Linked DNA regions of Zea mays: all the other regions are linked to region 1. Evidence: chromatin contacts called from public Hi-C data. All regions are on one chromosome and are shown on one strand. Each heading gives the region's core, a stretch centred on a gene start, on an enhancer-like site or on the middle of the called end of the contact. The rest is flanking DNA. Distances are from core to core; before and after follow the strand shown.

Region 1 (4,444 bases), core at 880-3,379:
CAGGTACCAGGGTGATTCTTTAGATCCTCGAAACCTCACTGCTAGTCGTAGCAACACAAACAAACATGGTATAGAAAAAATTAACATCACACCAAATATAAGTACAAACAGAATAATAATCTACGCGTTGCTACGAGATCGTGGGATCGAGAACTGCTAAGATCGGAGTCATGGTCAAGGAGTTATGATTCTATAGAGGATCTATGTGATTAAAATATTAAACTATATTATAAATTGGTTAGTGTAAATCATATTAGTGGTTATTCTATAAATAATTATCTCAACTTTAATCTAAGTTATAAATTTACCATAAATTATATTTTGGTAGATAATGATGAGCACATTATCTACCGTCCGATCAAATTCCGACGCGCCTGATTAGATCGTGATTCCCCCGAGCTAGCGCGCAAAAACGACCACAGGATCGAGGATCAACGGTCCAGAATCGCTCCCCTAACTAAAACCGCTCTAGCCTTTGGATCTCCAACCTACGGCCACGAATCAAATCTCGCGAAAGGGTATGTGTTTTCAATCCTGGTCGTTTGCTCTATAACCAACGATGCTGATATCAACCGCACCAACCAGCACCTAGATTAAATCCCAATCTCAAAACCCGATCAAACGGTTGGGCACTCTTCTCCCCAATCGGACCCGGACGTGACGGCACAAACCAGCTCGCGGCGGTGGCCATTGCCGGCGATCCCATACCCCTCGACTCCATCCACCCAAGCTCGAACCGACTAGCGCATCACAATGTATTGATTAAGGCAGAGTCAGGGGCGGCGAAAGTTACCAGAGGAGTAGGTGAGCGCAGCGCTGTCCACGCGGACGCGGCAGAGGAGAATCCTGGCGAGCAATTCCGCGCGGACCCCTTACTCGATGCTGAAGCCCTAGCACTACCCTTACTCGCCCGTACGACAGTGCAACGTGGAGGTCGACGGAAGCGGCGTGATGAAGTCCCACGGCGGCGGCGGGCCTCCAAATTCCCTCTCTCCCACATTCTCCCCCCCCCCCCCCCCCCCCCCCCCCTCTAGCGAACACGACGGGATCTCTCAGCTGAGCGTGAGTGCCGAAATGGGTCACGAGGAAGTCCTATTTATACCCAGGAGACCGGGTCTGGGATCAGCGGGAGGTCGCCCACGAACCCGGCATTAGCGGCGGCGTCTGCGCCAGTCGTTGCGAAGAAGAAGGAATAGCGCTGACACACGGGACCCGCCTCACAGTGACTGCGAGCGCAGGGAATCGGCCACACGCGGACACCTAGGCAACTAACGAAAAGGGCGCCACGTAACAGAAGGCGTTATCGCGCGCGGTGGGTGTCCGTCGGGTAGGGCCCACATGCCATGGAAACACGGTATGCGTGAGTAGAGATGGCAATGGGTCGGGTTCGGATCGGGTATGGTAAATATCCGCCCGCAATAATAGCCGCGAGCATTACTCATACCCGCGGGTCGGATTTTGTACCCGTGCCCGTACCCATCGGGTATCGGGCGGGTATCGGATACCCACGGGTATAATTACACTTCACACAAAAAACATATGGTTGATAAATGACAAGGTAGAACAAAAAAACAAGACATAATAAATCTGATTACTTTTACATAAGCAAGCAATATATGAGTACATAGCTTTTAGACTTTATATTTTAGACAAATATATTTATATAGAAATAATAGTAGTAACACAACCGCACTTGAAGCCGCACTTGAACCAAACTTCAAAGTATTCAATTCAACAAAACAACAAAGGTCTCTTGGAGTTTTGGACATGGCGCTGGAGGACGGCTTCACGGCGATGTGCTTGGCTACCGGTGGCCGGGCGGACAGGGGCTTGGCTACCAGTGTTCGGGCGACGTGTCGTGCCTGGGATCTGGACCTAGACGCCGGAGTGCTGGACCTGGACGCCGGTCGCTGGGCGGCTGGCAGTAGCAGCCTGGGATATGCCCGGGCCTGGTGGATGGCTCCTACCTTGGAGTGCAGTGACGCAAGGGCAAGGAGCCAGGTGCTAAGGACGTAGGGTCCTAGGGTCGCTCGGCGCCTCGGCTTGATGCATACTGCTGGTGGGTGGTGGCTGGGTGGTTGGGGCAGGTACACCGGACGCAGGACGACAGGGTCAGCGCGCGTTCGCTCACTCGCTCAGCTTGATGCCTACTGCAGTACTGCTGGCGGCCGTGACACCGGGTGGGACTTGAAGAGCCTAGGGTTAGCCTAAGCGGTCATAAGTTGGGCCTGCAATTGGGCCACAATTGGCTACTTGGCTCGGTGGCTCCTATTTACATATTTTCGGTTATCCGCGGGTACCCGCGGGTAAAGTACAATATCCAAACCCGATCCGATGTTACCTCGGGTCAGGTATGGGTAAGACCCGCGAGTAAAATATTGTACCCGAAATCGAACCCGACGGTTCAGATATCCGAACCCACGGGTAATATTGCCATCACTATGCGTGAGCGTCTGTGTGTGGCTGGTCATTGGGCCATGGCTGTCAGTGCCAGTGACACGCGCAAGAATGCTGGCGGAGTGGTCCGCGCGTGGTGGATGAAGCATTAGGCCGAATTGGCGATTGAGGCCCAGGTAAGGTTTTCCATTTGTTCTTTTCTTTTCTATTTTAATTTTAGAGATCCAAATCCAATTTAAACTCCTATTTTTAAACCTTAAATTTCCAAGCGCTAAAATTGATAATAATGTGAATATAATCTCCATTGTTGACCATATTATTATTATTATTATTATTATTATTATTATTATTATTATTATTATTATTATTATTATTATTATTATTTTATTCTTCTAGTCATTTATTTATAGAAGGACTAATTGGTTTCATTGAAAATTCCCTTCTTGTTTCAAATTCATATCAAACCAAGTTTAATCTCTTAATTTTCAATTTATGCACAAGTAAATCTCCAACATGGGATGCAAAGTTTATTTTATTAATTTATGTTGACCCTCTAAAGATAATATTCGAGCAAGGAGTATTCTCTCTATTATTTACTTTCCGAGTTTAAATTTTAGGTATTAGATTTAAAAGAAAATCTAGTCCTGACTTGAGTCATTTATATTTAATATTCATGTAAATAAATGCTTATAGTGCGTCATTTAATGATATGCATAGCCATTTAGTTGAATAGGAAACTTTTCTATTACTTCCTTTCTAAAATAGTTCTTGGTTTTCAGAATTCTGTCTCAATTTTCAACTCAGTATAATTTGAGATATCACTCAAGTATAAATTGAGATATCTGAATTTGCGATTTTATTTTCTTCATATATTTATTTTATTATTATTTTTTATACAGATTTTGGGCCTTACAAATCCTACCCCCTTAACAGAAATCTCGTCCTCGAGATTTGTAAGACAAGGGTGTACAACTATGTCATCTCAGAACATATGCACAAACAAAAATCTCAGTATGATGCATAATTTCTTAGCAACACATGGGGTCAACTAGACCTTATTATTCATCCTAAAACAGTATCATACTAACTACTAAATAAGTAACACTTAGATCTTACAAATAGTAGTATTTTATATATATGTTTATGTAGCTTGGTGGAGCTGGTGGTGGTGGTGGAGGTTGTTGTTGTCGTTGTCTTTCCAACTGTGCTTGCGTTATATCTCGACGTATCTCTAGTCGGTCCTGGCGTATTTCCTCGCGTTCTTGTCTTATCTGATTTTCCAATTCGGTAACCATGTTCGCCATTTGTTGTATTACCATCATTTGGGCGGCAACCACTTGCTCGATTCCAACCGGTAGAGGATCAGAAGGATTCATTTCTATTTATTGTTGCCTGATAATCTTCCCTTCCTGGTATTGACCATGAGAGTTAGAAGCCTATGATAGGATAGTTTTGCAATGACAAGTATTTGTAAGTAGAATGAATAGGTCAGTAGCTGGTTATGATCTGAAGATTCTTTAGAAGGGCTTAATCTTTGTTTTATGTCCAGATTGGGGTAACTAGTCGTATAAGGTGAATATCCAAAGGTAGGATAGTATTTTGTCAAGATGAGATAGTCTACATGATGTAGGTTAAAATTTTGTTTGATGTTAGGTGGGGACAGATAATTAATCAACTCATCATGACACTATTGGTTGGGTTAGGTCTTATGCTCATGGTTGAGTTGGTCTAATGTGCTAAGTTAAGTTAACACCTGGCTAGTAGGGTTTAATCTCTTATACTAGTATCACTAATCTGTTTAAGTAGACCACATTAGATTAGGTCATATTAGTTTAGATCACATTAGATTCTATAATCCCATTTAACAATGTAATTTAGTTAAGCATATCAAGCTGACCTTATCTTTATGAAATTCCAGTATATATTTCTTTTATACACCTGAAATTCTTTTTTATGCCATTAGCAGGTGTAGTATAGAAACAAGGGTACATCATGTTTTAGCCATTTTGTGAGTGTTGACATAGAATGAATGTACTATGGCATGATC
Region 2 (4,219 bases), core at 30-2,529, 290 kb after region 1:
TTGCTCATTGATGTTGCATGCAAGCCATAAATTTTTCCTTTTGATGTATCATCTCCTCACACAACCTCGCCAGCTCTAGCCTATGTGAACCGATTCAACATATGGTTGTAATGATTAAACTTGTACATAAATGTGTCTCCAGCCTATGTGAACTTACCTGTGTAATCTCTAATGAAGACTATATCAGAAAATCAAGAAAGGTCTCTGTTGTAATAATTAGCGGATTAACCAATCATGGTGTATTTGGTTCATCTCTCTGAACCAGATTCACTATAAAAATATGGAATCCCAAACAAGCATAGCATAATAGATTCTTAAAAACCTACAGATTTCTCTAGTTTAATTCAGAATCATCTCCTACCCCAGATTTTTCTAGATTCATGTCGTCCATGTTACTAAACTATCTACCCCTTTTTTAGAATCTATAATTGACAATTATTTCAACCAAATAGATTTCAGCATTTACATAACTGTCAGTTCACAATAGCTTTCTTACACCTCACAACTAGAATCAGATTTTCATAAACCTACAGTTGAACCAAACAGACCCTTAATATACACCGGCAACTCCTTGCTGATTTTAATCAGGTGTGAGAATTGTATTTTAGAAAGTCTCAATTTAACTCAACCAATGAATTGAAGTTATGATATATTTAGAAGTAAATACTTTTATGTTTTACAGCAAGAGAAAAAAGTCTATCACATGCTTGTATTTTAATTAGACAACGTCTTAATAGGAAATTGTCATATTATTGCAAATTAAATACTAACTTTATAATATAGATGTCATAGTCATCATGAAATAAATGATAACTTTTAAATTTTATAGAAAAGGTAATAGCTATGTATCATTCTGATCTTTGTTTCCTATAAATATTAGATAATACCTTTTTCTCCCGTTGCAACTAGTATGAATAATTGAATATTCTCGCAATCGCAATGGCATGATCTTTGAGCAGGACTAGCTATAGGGTTTCCACTCCAGAGTTCTAATTCATTAACCGCGATAAAAGATTAGCCAATTTGAATATTATTTTTGAGCTTGCTAAGTTGATGGTCCGGCAAAAAAATATTTGCCTTTTTGTTTGGTCTATCAGCTTCTCAAGCTAATACTCGTTCTTTCTATCGCCATTGCGCATTGGCGGAGAGATGATTTTCAGCCAAGAAAATTATGAAAACAATACTAGAAATCGTATTGCAGTTGCAGATGGGTTTATCTACATATGCTTTAATGCTTTTATAAAAAGGTTTTCTAGCCACTAACTCCGATTGACGATGTGATATTTTTGCTTCCATAAGACGGAGGATCGTATATAGCCACATATGCAAAGTGTAGTAGGTATCTGCTGTTGTCAAACTCCATTTTATCACAATATAAAGTTCTTATTTATAAATTCGATGCTATATATTTGGTTTATATTATGGCAACCTATAAATTACTCCTTTACGCACCCGGTGGCCATTTATTCTGGCTTCACCTCTAACGATGGCGCCGACGAAAGATGAGGTCGGCGCCACCCCAAGCACGGACGCTGATCACGCCAGCAGCAGCGAGGTAGGAGACGTGGCCCGTGGACCAGCTGTGGAGCTTCCTCTCCACCTTACCGAGAAGATCCTTTGCTGCATCAACCCGCTCGCGGCGGCTCGCCTCGCCACCGTCTGCAAGTCCTGGGCGGCCACCGTCTCCGAGCAGCTGGCACGGCCCGTTCCCCACCTGTTCGTGTACCTGCCGGCTGACAACAAGTCAGATCGTCGCGGCCGCGTCGTTCCCGTCCCGATAGGCTGCGGGGACGACGTCGGCGGAGCGCGCCTGGCGCCGGCGGCGATCCCGAACCGCGTGCTCTTGGCAGACACGAATGGCCTGGCGTGCATCGGCGCCATGCCCAGTGGTCATCTGGCCTTCGCGAATTGGTGGAGCAAGCACTTGGTCCTTATCAACCCGATCACGGGCGCGCGGCAGAGCGTCCAAGTGGAGGAGCCACGTCGGAGTCTAGTTCTGGCAGCAGCCGCCGGCGGTGACTCCTTCATCTCCGTGGGCACCGATGAGCTCACACTCTGGCGGCGGGCTGGCGACGACGGCGGCGAGGAGTGGTCCAGGTGGACGGTACCGGCGGCGGCCACGCACGGGATCGTCAACATCGCATGGGCGGCCGTCTGTTGCGGCTGCTTCTACATGCTGGACGACGACGGGCACGTGTTCGTGATCGACGTCGGTGCACCACCGCCGCTTCGCGTGGAGAAGCTCCCGGTGGCGAGCCTGTTCGACGGTGACCACGCCATGGCGGTCCTCAGCCCCGCCACGAAGGGCCACCTGCTCGAGTCCGACGGGGAGGTCCTCTTCGTTCGGCCAGTGCTTGCGTCCAAGGACGAAGTCGGACGTGCCGGCGGCGCGACAACGTTCTGCAATCACGACGCTGCTGTGTTCCCCGCCATCCTTGGCTTCGAGGTGTACCGGCTAGACTTGAAGGACAGACGGTGGGCAAGGGTGAAGAAGTTGCCAGGCGACCGGCGGGCGCTGTTCGTGAGCCACGGATCGTCGTTCGCCGTGCGCTCCTCGGAGACGGCGGGATGCAGGAGCAACTGCATCTACTTCGTCGGCAACAAATGGTACTGCTCCCTGTGCAACAGGGACGCCGGCAAGACCTGGGGTGTGTACTCCATGGAAGACCGGGAGGTATTGTTTGAGCACGCTGTAACCGAGCCGGGACCATGCTCGGCGGCGACGTGGTTCTTACCTAGTGTAGTCTAGGAGCATGTATAATTTCGTCAGCACCCCGGAGAATGCGGAGGCCAGCAAAGGTGTTGTTTCTTGCATAGGGTGGAGTGACGCCTAAAAATATTTGGGCCCCACGGCCACTGAGAAGATTTTGCTTTGCTCTTCAAATACCGCAGCGTGTCCGCAGTATTGAATGTCGGAAAAAACCTAACCCAAGCAGGGGTGGAGAGATGTATATTTATATTAAGAATAGTTGCACCTAGGTCCATTATAGAGGAACAAGAGGGTAAACCCTAAATACAGTTCTAACACCCACCACAGTCACAACTCTATCGTGGACAGACGTTAAGACTGGATCGAAAGTCTATGAGATCGATCTCCACATGCTTCGTGCGCTGATGTTGTAGGGGGTGGTGGAGAGGTAGACAGCGCTGACGTTGTCGCAGTAGACAAGGGTGGCGCGCTGAAGGGGCGCTGTAGAGCTCGTGGAGGCTGTAGAGCTCGTGGAGGAGTTGGCGCATCCAAGATGCCTCGAGCACGTCGTTAGCCACAGCGCGGTACTCGGCCTCGGCGCTGGAGCGGGAGACGACGGGTTGACGCTTGGCGGCCCAAGAGACGAGGCTAGCGCCCAGAAATACGGCATAGCCGAAGGTGGAGCGGCGTGTGTTGGGGCAGCCAGCCTAGTCGGCGTCGGTGTAGACCACTAGGTCCGACGTCGAGGATGGTCGGAGGAGGAGGTCGTAGTCGAGGGAGCCCCAAAGGTAGCGCAGAATGCGCTTGAGAGCGGTGAGGTGGGGCTCCCATGGGGTGTGCATATGAAGGCACACCTGCTGAACGGTATAGGCGATGTCCGGCCGGGAGAAGGTGAGGTAATAGAGAGCGTCCGTCAGGCTCCTATAAGATGTCGCGTCGGCGACCGGAGGCTCATCGTCCTTAGAGAGCTTCGCCTGAGTGTCGCAGGCGTGAAGCAAGGCTTGCAGTCGGACATGTCAGGCCGCTCCAGAATGTCGATGGCGTACTAACGCTGGTGCAGGAAGAGACCCTGGGGCCGACGTCCGGCAGTGATGCCGAGGAAGTGGTGGAGAGGCCCCAGATCCTTCATCGTGAACTCCCGCTGGAGGGCGACGATCGTGCGCTACAGGAGATCGGCGTTGGACGCTGTGAGCACAATGTCGTCAACGTAGAGGAGTAGGTAGACGATGTCCTCGCCCCGTCGAGAGATGGAGAGGGATGTGTCTGACTTGGCCTCGACGAAGCCGATGGAAGCCAAGTAGGTGGTGAAGCGGCTATACCAGGCCCGCGGCGCCTGCTTGAGGCCGTAGAGCGAGCGGTTCAGCCGGCAGACCGGGTCTGGGTTGGCGGCGTCCATGAAGCCGATGGGCTGGTTGTAGTAGACAATCTTCGTCAGGATCGCCCAGTTCGGGTGAGGGCGAGGGAGAGTACGGCGCGGACGGTGGCGAACTTGACGACGGGGCTGAAAGTCTCATCGTAGTCCACGCCGGG
Region 3 (4,132 bases), core at 1,318-3,817, 320 kb after region 1:
TCCTTGCATGCAACTCCCCTACTGCCCTTGCCCCTTTCAGGTAAGGTAGTCTTCCACTAGCTTTCCTAATTAGTCAGCCAAGGGCGTCCCATTCCACCCTTATTGTGGCACGTGTTTCTCAAGTTAAGCTCTATGTTCCAATTAAAAGTATAATGATCTTGACATGAATATAAATAAAATAACAGAATAATTGGAACATGGTCATAATGTAGTATTAATCCTAAAACCATATAGAGCAATAGCAAAAACTACCCAAATGATTCAGGGGTAAACAAGGTAAAAGATAATCAAACTAGGGTGACCTATTAGGTCCCATCAAAATTAAACCTATGCATTGAATAATGATAACAAAGAATATTATTGGGTAACAAAAGTGGATCAAGGGAACAACTTGCCTGGCACTTGAGATTCCAGTTAACAGGGTGATTCTTCAGATCCTCGTGACCGCACTGCTAGTCGTAGCAATACAAACAGACATGGTATAGACAAAATCAAAAACACACCAAACATAAGAACATAATGCATAATAATGGTCTACGCATTGCTACGAGATCGCGGGAACGAGAACCACTAAAATCGGAGTTACGGTTAAGGAGTTATGATTTTATAGAGGATTTATGTGATTAAAATATTAAACTATACTATAAATTGGTTAATACAATCATATAAGAGGTTATTCTATAAATAAATATCTCAACTCTAATCTAAGTTATAAATTTGGTTAAAGATTATCTAGTCAAATTATAATCATAATATCAGAAGTTAATCCAATAGACATAGATTAATCCAATTAACATAGGATAAATAAATGTCTAATTATAAAAGTACGAGACATGGTATAATAAATGTTTGTTACTGCATATTAATTAATACGAAGCTAACACAACTGGAACGGGTCAGATTGGAATTAAAATGAAGAGGTTATGGATTTCCGAAGTCCGTATGTGTTTGCTACAAAATTAATTGAGTAATCAATTTTATTGTGGTTTTCATGTTAAAACAGTGCTACCAAGTAATAGAAAATATTAATACAAAATTATAGGAACTGGAATGGGCTAAAAAGGATTTAATATGAATTTTCCATGAATTAAATGAGTTTTGGGACTTATTCATGTACTAAAAAGTATTTCTTATACTGTTTTTGCTAATTTCCTGGTTCCCTGGTCTGAGCACGAATTACAGAGAAACTCGGGGTTAAACCATAAAACTTTCCCAGACTCAGTCTATACCAGTGGTGGATTGCGGGTTAAATTCTATTTCACTCGGGGTCTCTTTAGCAAACGTTCTCGGGCGAAGGGGTATGCACAGATCAGAGCCGCCCGATTATGGCTGAACGGCCCAGATTAAATCGTTTCGGTACTTACGGCTGCTTCACTCGGAGCCGTTGGATCCCTGATCCAAGGCCACGCATTCGCCACGACCCCGCTCCGATCCGCCATTGGGTTAACGATCAACGGTCACCATTATAAAATACCCGAGGTTGGATCCCAGGCACAGGATCACAATCCAAGGACCCAGGACGACTCCACCACCAGAGTACACGTGCCCTAATCCGCAACGTTCATCATCAGATTAACGGTTACGGGCTACCCGACTCGAGTCGCACAGTCTAAGGACTCAAATCAGTCTGGGCCGCACATTACCAATTCAACGGCCCCACATCCTTCTTCCCCACGCCGGTGTTGGCAGCAGGTACGGTTGCTAGACCACGGCGGCGCCATGGACATGCCCCACCAGAGATAACCCGCCCGACACCTAGCGTCTAAGTATCTAGCGTGAATCACGGAGACAGGAAGACATTTCTTAACCAAGATCACGGTGTTGCCAGGCGTTGTTCCGCTTCGGCGCGCAGCAGGAGGACTCTCCGGCTAGCCTCATCCGTGGCGGCGGCAACTCCCTTCTCTCGCCCCGGTCTCCCACGACAGCAGGCGCAGGTGCGACGGTCAACGACGGGGATGAGCCGGCCCAAATGGCGGACTCACCGCGACCTGGTGACGGAGCCCGCTGATGGCCGTGCCGGTGGGGCATCACCCGCGGCCGCGTTCGGCGTACGCCGCTGCCACCAGGAACAACTCCACGGCGGAAAACCACAGCACAACACATGACGCAGAGGGAGCGCACCAGGAGGGAGAAGTGTCGGTCGCCCCCGGCTGCGGCGGCGAAACCCGACCAAGTGCCCTAGGCGGCGCAAGATCTTCAGGCACCGGGGCAAGGGTCCCGCAGAGCACGACTCGGGTCATGCGCGGATGCCCAGCGGCGAGCGGAATTCACTTCCATGTGGCGTTTCCCCCAATCCCTCTCTCCTCGATTTCTCTCTCTGCCGTCTGCGACAAGAACACGGTGCTTTACTGGTGTGGTTCAGGGTCGGATTTTGGTGTGGCCAAGGGAGGCGAGGTGCGCGCATAAATACCCAAGCAGGGGAGATTTGTTCCACTGCATGCCTCGGCGAGAACAACGACTGATGAGCAGAGTCCGAGCAGCGGCGAGTTTGTTGAGAGAAGCAGATGCTGGCGAGATGGTGTGGGGCCCACCTGGCGGCATCACGCGTGAAGCTGCACACTGGGGTAATGCGTAAGACTGAGCGTGATGGAGGCTAAGGAGCAGGCCCGCCCCGACAGTGACTCTGGCGCAGGGTGTCGGTGTCCAAGAATTGTGGGCTGTGCGGTGAAGTATTACTGGGCCATGGAGAGGAAATTCGGCCCAGGGTGCAGGTAAGTTGTTTCTTTTCTTTTTTTCTCTGTTTTCAGTTTTATCTCCATTTCAAATTCGAAAATCAAATTTGATTCAAAGTTCAAGGTTTTCAAGATTAAATGCACCAGCAATTAAAACTCTAACATGATGTGCATAAATACATATGTTTAGTTTTGTTTATTTTATCCAAATATTTTAAGTATACAATGCACACACGTAAAAATTATTCCCTTTAAACATATGTTCATGGTTATTTTAAAAAGAGATTTTCTAGTGTATACTATTTATTAAAGTATTTCTTAAACTTAATTCTTTTGAAGAATGTCTCTAATTCCTTATTCAACAAAGGTTGGTTTAACTTATATGCGAGTCTTTTATTTAATTTCTTATTATAAAAGACTTGAATCTTGGAATACTCCCTCCTAGCTCTCAAAGTAGATTTTTTTATTAATGGGTTCATCATCACAAGTCCTTTTATTTCACAAACTCCCATATCCCGTGTTACACATCCTCTTTTAAAAACCATCCTAAAATAATAAGCAGGGCTAAGCATCACTAAATTTTCATAAAAAAGGTATTAGGGTTGTTTAATCAAGGAAGTAAATGCATCAACTGTTTGATCACACAACTCCTATCACCTAATGCATCAATCAAGGAAGTGGCAAATGCACCGGAGCTTGCCTGGAATAATACTAGGTTAGTGTTTGTTAGAAGATGTCTGCTTGACAATTATCCCTCGGCTGAGCACTTGCTTGATTTAACCATCTTTAGGTTGGTCCGACCGACGACATCGTCATGCGGAGAAGACCACTCCTTGCACCATATTGAGGTCAACTTGGCTCTTGTCCTCCACATCACGTGATTAACTAGCATACCTAATGATATGCATAATGTGCATGTATGAACATAAGAAGAACTAGAACAAGACTAAATAATGCTACACGATAGGAAAGTAAACACTTAATGGAGAGATGCAATACAACACTCATAAAGGATGTCGACATATCACTAAGCATAACTAAACGTTTTTCCAACTTAACTGGATCTAACACAAACATTAAAATAATAAACCAAGCTCAAGTCCTATATCAACCTTAGCTAGCACCCAATATCAAACGACTTGCCAAACCTTGACTCACTTTTCTTGAGTACCAACAACCCATAATAAGGATAGAAGCCTGTTAATCACTTTATAAACCATTTACCCAAATTAATTTGTATAACATGCCAAATACATGAACATCACATTATTTTATGACTTAGCAGATAGATTATTTTTAATCGAATCACACCATGCCTACAAATCTATTAACATATTCTTCACATCATTTATACCTCAAACCTATCCTCCACGTCACCACTTCGACCAAACAAACCAAATTCATTAAATAATTGAGCATTAACAAAAGAACTAGTGGTGCTCTGCTAACAGCGAGAACAT

The links. A called contact is a pair of places that touch in the nucleus more often than the background predicts.
Region 2: a Hi-C map of leaf shows a contact between it and region 1, with 5 times the contacts expected there. The contact joins two enhancer-like sites. A contact is called at or near these places in 2 of 25 Hi-C or Micro-C datasets (bundle sheath and leaf).
Region 3: a contact with region 1 is called in a Hi-C map of leaf, with 8 times the contacts expected there. The contact joins two enhancer-like sites. A contact is called at or near these places in 4 of 25 Hi-C or Micro-C datasets (bundle sheath, ear, endosperm and 1 more).

Annotation. Positions count from the first base shown.
Region 1 is chr5:139,002,637-139,007,080 of Zm-B73-REFERENCE-NAM-5.0, forward strand. No RefSeq gene overlaps it. Among protein-coding and RNA genes, the nearest start is that of LOC103626938, 69 kb to the left of the region's middle. Within about 2 kb of position 2,130, at least 19 of the 20 cell types and tissues checked have an H3K27ac peak or open chromatin away from gene starts, as enhancers often do. A contact at or near this core is called in bundle sheath, ear and leaf, where this site is marked.
Region 2 is chr5:139,296,387-139,300,605 of Zm-B73-REFERENCE-NAM-5.0, forward strand. No RefSeq gene overlaps it. Among protein-coding and RNA genes, the nearest start is that of LOC103628489, 20 kb to the left of the region's middle. Within about 2 kb of position 1,280, at least 3 of the 20 cell types and tissues checked have an H3K27ac peak or open chromatin away from gene starts, as enhancers often do. A contact at or near this core is called in bundle sheath and leaf, where this site is marked.
Region 3 is chr5:139,325,919-139,330,050 of Zm-B73-REFERENCE-NAM-5.0, forward strand. No RefSeq gene overlaps it. Among protein-coding and RNA genes, the nearest start is that of LOC103628489, 49 kb to the left of the region's middle. Within about 2 kb of position 2,568, at least 18 of the 20 cell types and tissues checked have an H3K27ac peak or open chromatin away from gene starts, as enhancers often do. A contact at or near this core is called in bundle sheath, ear and leaf, where this site is marked.